Linked DNA regions of Sus scrofa: region 1 is linked to region 2. The links are chromatin contacts, called in public HiChIP or PLAC-seq maps. All regions are on one chromosome and are shown on one strand. The core of a region is the stretch at or near the end of the contact, and the rest is flanking DNA. Distances in the headings are between cores, read along the strand shown. Region 1 overlaps ZMIZ1 (zinc finger MIZ domain-containing protein 1). Region 2 overlaps LOC102163764 (a long non-coding RNA gene).

What was found. HiChIP or PLAC-seq counts read pairs in DNA pulled down with a chosen protein or histone mark.
Region 1: a contact with region 2 is called in an H3K27ac HiChIP or PLAC-seq map of skeletal muscle, with 4 times the contacts expected there. The contact joins two enhancer-like sites. A contact is called at or near these places in 1 of 47 Hi-C or Micro-C datasets (heart right ventricle) and 1 of 2 datasets of contacts at active chromatin or transcription factors (skeletal muscle).

Annotation. Positions count from the first base shown.
Region 1 is chr14:81,527,106-81,530,137 of Sscrofa11.1, forward strand. The region is part of intron 4 of ZMIZ1 (zinc finger MIZ domain-containing protein 1); the gene reads left to right. Among named protein-coding and RNA genes, the nearest start is that of TRNAK-UUU, 72 kb to the right of the region's middle. Within about 2 kb of position 1,441, at least 5 of the 83 cell types and tissues checked have an H3K27ac peak or open chromatin away from gene starts, as enhancers often do. A contact at or near this core is called in skeletal muscle, where this site is marked.
Region 2 is chr14:80,888,971-80,892,082 of Sscrofa11.1, forward strand. All of the region lies in intron 5 of LOC102163764 (a long non-coding RNA gene), which reads left to right. Among named protein-coding and RNA genes, the nearest start is that of RPS24, 420 kb to the left of the region's middle. Within about 2 kb of position 1,786, at least 26 of the 83 cell types and tissues checked have an H3K27ac peak or open chromatin away from gene starts, as enhancers often do. A contact at or near this core is called in skeletal muscle, where this site is marked.

The sequences.
Region 1 (3,032 bases), core at 191-2,690, 640 kb after region 2:
AAACACCCACCCACCCACACACAAAAGAATGGCTGGACAGCAGGGAACAGTGTGGAGGATTGGTTGAGCATGTCTGGACCCAGTGGGAAAAGTGCGTGACTGATTAGCCATGCCTGTTATGGGTGCAGGAGGTGGGGGTGGCGTCCCACACACCACAGCCCTGCCATTCCTGTGCTAGTTGGTCCTTGAAGGCTCGTCTAGCTCTGACTCTCCCACGGACATACCGTCCGCCCTGCCCCTGTCTGGAGCTCCTAGAGAATGCCAGGTGGGTGGATTTGGAGTCTTGAGCTGGGGTAGAGAAGGGACAGTGGAGAACACCTCTTTGTCTGAAAAGCTGGAGCTGTAAGAACATCTGCAGGGTATTTATAGCCTTCTGGAGGATACCAGCTGGTGGTCGGGAACCCTGGCTCCATCTCCAGCTTCATCTCACCCTGTGTCCTCCCAATGTCCTGAGGAAATTATTTCCACCCTCCCTCTTCCCCATTTCATGGTGCATGAACCTTTGGAATCGTAGGCCAGATCAGGGTCACTGCATGGGCACTTCTATTCTAGGGAAAGCTTGCGGTCCAGACCCAGCACCAGACAGCATCATGCTGTGACTCCCTGTCTCTGCACTGTCCTCAGGGTTATACAGCAGTGACAGTCACCTTTCTCACACACAGGGGCAGGGAAGGAAATGAGGAGGAAGCCTGCCACATTCCATGGAGAGCATGATGCAATAAAACATCATGAGCTGTATAACCAGACTGGGGCTCAAGTCCTGGCACTGCCACTTTCAGTAGTGTGGCACTGAGCAAGTCATCAGAACTTTCTGAGCCTCAGTTTCTTCTTCTATAGTATGGTAATAATAATTAGAACATCACAGTGGAATTCTGAGGCTTAAGGTGATATGAGTAGAGAACCTAGTATCTGGCACATATAGCTTCAATAGTTGCCGCTTTCTCTTTCCATGCCGAGGAAACAAAAAGCAGTGGTGGCATAGCCTTGGGGATGAGAGCAAATCTAGCAACCTTATCCAGAGCTGAAGCTGGCCCTCCTTCACCTCTGGGGGAGAGAAGCTGTCAGGGAAAGTTCCCTGTGAGGTCATGGATTTGGAGTCTAGCCAGAAGGTGGCAGGAGGATTTGGCCTCAAGGACGTAGCCTGGGCCTGCTAAGGTGTCACATGCCCCAGAGGGATGGGACACCCAGAGTGCAGATTCCCAGCTCAGGGTGGGTCGGGATATGTGTCAGGGCAACATCAACATTTTCTCCTAGATCAGCCAGCCTCCCTCTCTAGATGAACTCCTGTGCCCCTAAACAGGTTGTCAGGTATACATAGCTGTGTGGGGCTGGCCCTCAGGAAGCCCCCAGTCTGAAACACCCAGGGTACGTTGTGTTGTCCCTTTAACCACCATTGACAGTGGGGGTTCCCATAGGGTGGGTACTGGGAGATTGGGTCATGGAGAGAAGTAGGTCTACCCTTCCAGGATCCTCAAGTGTCAAGCCAAAGCCTCTGGGGCCAGCGGGTGCAGAGTCTTGGCCTAGGGGCATTCCCCGAGTTGAGGAGGGGGACCTGGTTTGGGACGAGCTCTTGTCCAAATCAGGATTTCCCTTTTCTGAACACTCTACCCTGAGCCACTTCACTTACTCAGCTCCTCAGCCCAGTGGGTTAGGGAAGGGATGCACCTTTCTGCCTGACAGATGAGAGCACAGGCTCCGGGAGATAAAGCGCCCCCCCCGCCCCACGGCCTCACAGCCAAGACGATCTGGCTCTCGGGACCCACCCCCTACCCAGGGACCTCACCCTGTGCAAGGCCACAAGCTGACCCAAGGGCCTGCTCCAGTTGCCCGGCCAAGAATGGGAAGCAGCTGGTCCTGGTCAGCTGCCTGGAGCTGCCTCTTCCCTCCTCCCCCCTCACGTTCTGTCCCTCTGCTTCTCCTCCTAACTTCCCTGGGGTAGGGCACAAAGTCACTCTGACTGTCTTTGCCTCACCACCACCCTCTTCCTCTGTCTCCAGGCAGTGTACCCAGTGTAGGCACCGAAGATTGGGTGTGGAAGTGTCACCTGCTGTGTGACCACAGGGAGCTGCTACATCTCTCTGAGCTCCTTTATCTCTCTTTTTTTTTTTTCTATTTTTTATTTATTTGTTTTTATATTTTTTAATTGTTATTTCCCCGATACAATTTTTTTTCTGCTGTACAGCATGGTGACCCAGTTACACATACATGTATACATTCTTTTTTCTCACATTATCATGCTCCATCATAAGTGACCAGACATAGTTCCCAGTGCTACACAGCAGGATCTCATTGCTAATCCATGTCAGGATGGCTGAGGGGTCTAAGGCACCAGACTCAAGCTTCTGCTTCCTTTATCTTTAAGATGAGAAAGGCATGGGATTCCTGTCGTGGCGAAGCGAAACGAATCCGAGTAGGAACCATGAGGTTGCAGGTTCGATCCCCAGCCTCGCTTAGCAGGTTAAGGATCCAGCGTTGCCATGAGCTGTGGTGTAGGTGGCAGATGCAGCTCGGATCTGGCATTGCTGTGGCTGTGGCATAGGCCAGCAGCCTGTAGCTCCTATTGGACCCCTAGCCTGGGAACCTCCATATGCCGTGGGTGCGGCCCTAAAGAAAAGCCAAAAAAAAAAAAAAAAAAAAAAAAAGATGAGGAAGGCATCAAACTACAGTGCTTTCTTAACCTCAGTCACTTTCTTCCATTTATACTGGTTAAGATGTTCCTTTAGTCTGTTTAGGTCTGCCATCCCTCCCTAATTTAATCCTATCCTAAATAATAATATCCACCAACTCACCAGTGATCATTGTTTTAGTCCACATCCTTCACTATGAAAATGTAAATGTCTTCCCACCTAAAATCCTCCTTATTCTACCAGTGGTTATATGCATCACTCTTCGGGAACCCCAGACCGGGTTGTCAGAGTCTCTTTCAGTCCTGCGATGCTCTGATTAGGGCTGAGTCATTGAATTTTCTTGCCACTCTGGGCCCAGTGATGGTCATCTGTCCACCCATCTATCCATCTATCTGATGAGCATTG
Region 2 (3,112 bases), core at 536-3,035:
CTGTGAGTGCTATACATACATACACACCATCCACACCCACATCACATGGTAACATTCGAGTGTGAATATCCACATACATCTGACAGGATAGATTCTCCATTAGCTTTAGGGCTGGGAGACTCTGGTTTGAGCCTCAGCACCCAGTCAGGGCCCCTGCGCACCTTGAGCCTTAGGTTCCTTATCTGAGAAGCTCACAGTTGGAAGTGGCAGTGAGCACGACAGTGAAGGGGGCCTGCCGCAGGCATGAGAGGTGGTCTTCAAAAGCCGCTCTGCTCCTGTGATTAGATTTCCCGGCCCTTCCTGTGCATGGATGATGTTCAGGTCACCAGTTCACACTCAGGATCCACCTGCAGGCCACATACCTCAACCTCTCAGGGGAGCCAGGAGCGGCACCACCCCTGAGCTGGCAGGTGCACGGGTGCAGTGCAGAGCTGGGAGCCTGACTCAGTTCTGGCAGATGCCTTGAACTTTGTTGAGGACCTTCCCCCTCTTGCTCGGTTTCCCCATTGCACAATGACAGCTTGGAGTATCTTCAGGTCTCAGAGCTCTCTGGGGGCAGGGGTGTGTGTGACTGGGCCAGGAAAGCCGGAGGCAGGGCAGGCAACATCAAGTCCAGTTGCCAAAAGCACCACTTTATTTCATCTCTCACTGATATTCTGTCCCTCAGCCTCATGGCTGCCACCGCCTCCATCCCATTACAGAAATCATGTTAAATAAGGTTCTGCTCTTGGAAACTCAGCCCCAGTGAGTGAACTTAGCTCATCTTAATGCCCTTTCCCAGCACTGAGAGCCTGGCAGAAGCCTTCCCCCTCTGCTGGGCAGACAGACAGTCATGTCCACATGGCCCCTTCCTCCATTTCCCTTTCTCTGCAAAAGGTAGGGAAAGGGAAGGGGCACTTTCCCGATTTCATGGGAGGACAAGGCTCTAGCATCCGGGGGCTGCCTGGGAAACTCTTAGTGCAGGACAGGACTTGAACCTCCTTCCTAGTCTCACCTTCCCCCTCCCCCTGCACCCACACTCCTCCTGTGCTTAGGCTGGCATACACCCAGCTCCCCCCGTGCACTCTCTAGAACATCCTAGGAAGCTCCAGGTCATTCCAGGCCCAGCTCCAGCTTTCCCTCTCCAGTGAGCAGAGTTGCTGGACCCATGGGTGCCCCTTGGAATTGTGGGTCCATGGAATTGTGCATTTAATCCCTTACCTGTGCATGTGGAGCTCCATCAGAGCAGCCCCACCGCCTCAGCTATCCTGTTGCCAGCTCCAGCCCAGGATCTGGGTCTAAGGAAAGGCCCAGGAAAGTTCACTGCAGGGAGCACCCTGTGGTGTCCATAAGAGGTGAGCGCTAGGCTTCCCTCGCTGCCCTGGGAGACGGCGTATGGCCCTGGCCTCATTCTGTGAGACGCCTTAAGGATCCACGGCCCCATACTGCTCCCAGTCCAAGTTCAACCTGCTCCCAGGATCCCGCCCCCTCTTCTACCTGAGTCCTGAACAGGAAGGAATGAGATCCCTGAGCCCTTCCCCACCTTCTCTCCCCTGCCTCCCCACTGCAGAGACAGAGGGACCGAGGGAGGCCAGGAAACAAAGAGAAAAAAAATGCAACAAAAGAGAGGTAAACTCAGACAGAGATAGACACACAGAGAGATAAAGAGAGACTGAAAGAGAAAAGGAAAAACATAGAGAGGGAGGAGATACAGGCAGAGAGGCAAAGTGGGAGATTGGAGGGCAGGAGAGGGGAGGGAAAACAAGCTGGAGATGGCAGGGAGGGCCAGGCAGCCTCGCAGCTGCAGAGGGGAGTCTGCCAGCCTGGCCTCCCGGGGCTGGCCTGGGCATAGGGCCCCAGCACGGGGTGGTGGCAGCTGGGCTGGGCATTTGGCTGTCTCTGCTGAGCCCAAGCCCCTGTGCCTGACCTGAGCCCAGCTGCTCCAGCCCTCTTGTGCTGCTGCCTGCAGCTGCCAGGCCCCTTTCATGCTCTGAGACCAGGAGCCAACGGAGCGAGCCTCAAAGCCGGGCCTCCGGGGTCATCTCTGTCAGGGAGGGAGGGGTGACTCCTCATATTCCACCAGCGGGACCCACGCAGAAACCCATTCCATTTGGCTTTGGGATGAGACATGTGGTTTTTGTGACAGTAGATCTCCTTCCTAATTAGAGACTTACTGAGGCGTGTGTCGAAATCAGCGGCGTTTCCTGAGCTCAACAAATAAGAGCAGCCCTTCCCTCTGGGGCTGTGTTTTCTGGTCTTGAGGCACCTCCCGGATGATGCTGTTTCTTGGATAGATTTTTCATAACATCCCCGATCGCTGGATGTCAGCCTAGCAGAAAACAGGGGCTGGGAGGTGAATGATGTGTCCAGAGAGTCCACCTTTATGTGTCAGCACCAGAGCCCGAATCCCATTAGTAGGTGCCGAGCTCCATGCATACTGCTGGAACTCTGTGATCCCATCAAGGCTGACCAGCTAGGGGGCCAAACTGTGGGTGAGCTGCTGAGTAAGGCGAGGTACAAGGTCCGGAGTTCTTTTCCTTCTATTTTGTGGAGCCTGCAGGCATACATTTAAGGATGTGGGTGAGTCGGCCCACATAATTTTTAAAGCAATAAAGGTCTTTTAAATTTTTTCCCTTGAAGCCTACTCACTCTTTGTTCTCTACTGCACTTAACTGGGATCAGAGCCCAGATGCTGGCTGGGTGGCTGCGGAAAGATGGAGCCCAGAATTCAAAATTGAGTCAGAAATGATTGACATGCAATGAGATGGGGGGATAGTCCCCTACATTCCTCTTGAGGCAAAAGCTGAGATCCTGGGTGAGCCCCAGTGGAGGTGGAAGGACCCAACAGGAGGTGCAGGGCGGGGCTCTGTGGGAGGGGATGGGGGACAGGGAGGAAGTAAGGAAAGGGGGGCTAGGCATGAAGCTGTTGTGTGGGCTGTGGGGTTTGTGATGTGAGCCACCCTGCACCCTGATGGCATCATCAGAGTCACTAACTTATGACTTTTTGGTTGTGAATGAATTTCTCTGGGCAACAGGTTGGTTCCCAGATGTCTGCATGACGTTGGGAGTGGGAAAAAGTCAAGGGCAGGGATCTGTGTGTTCACGGACCTTGGAGTTGGGGGTTCTAGCCAAG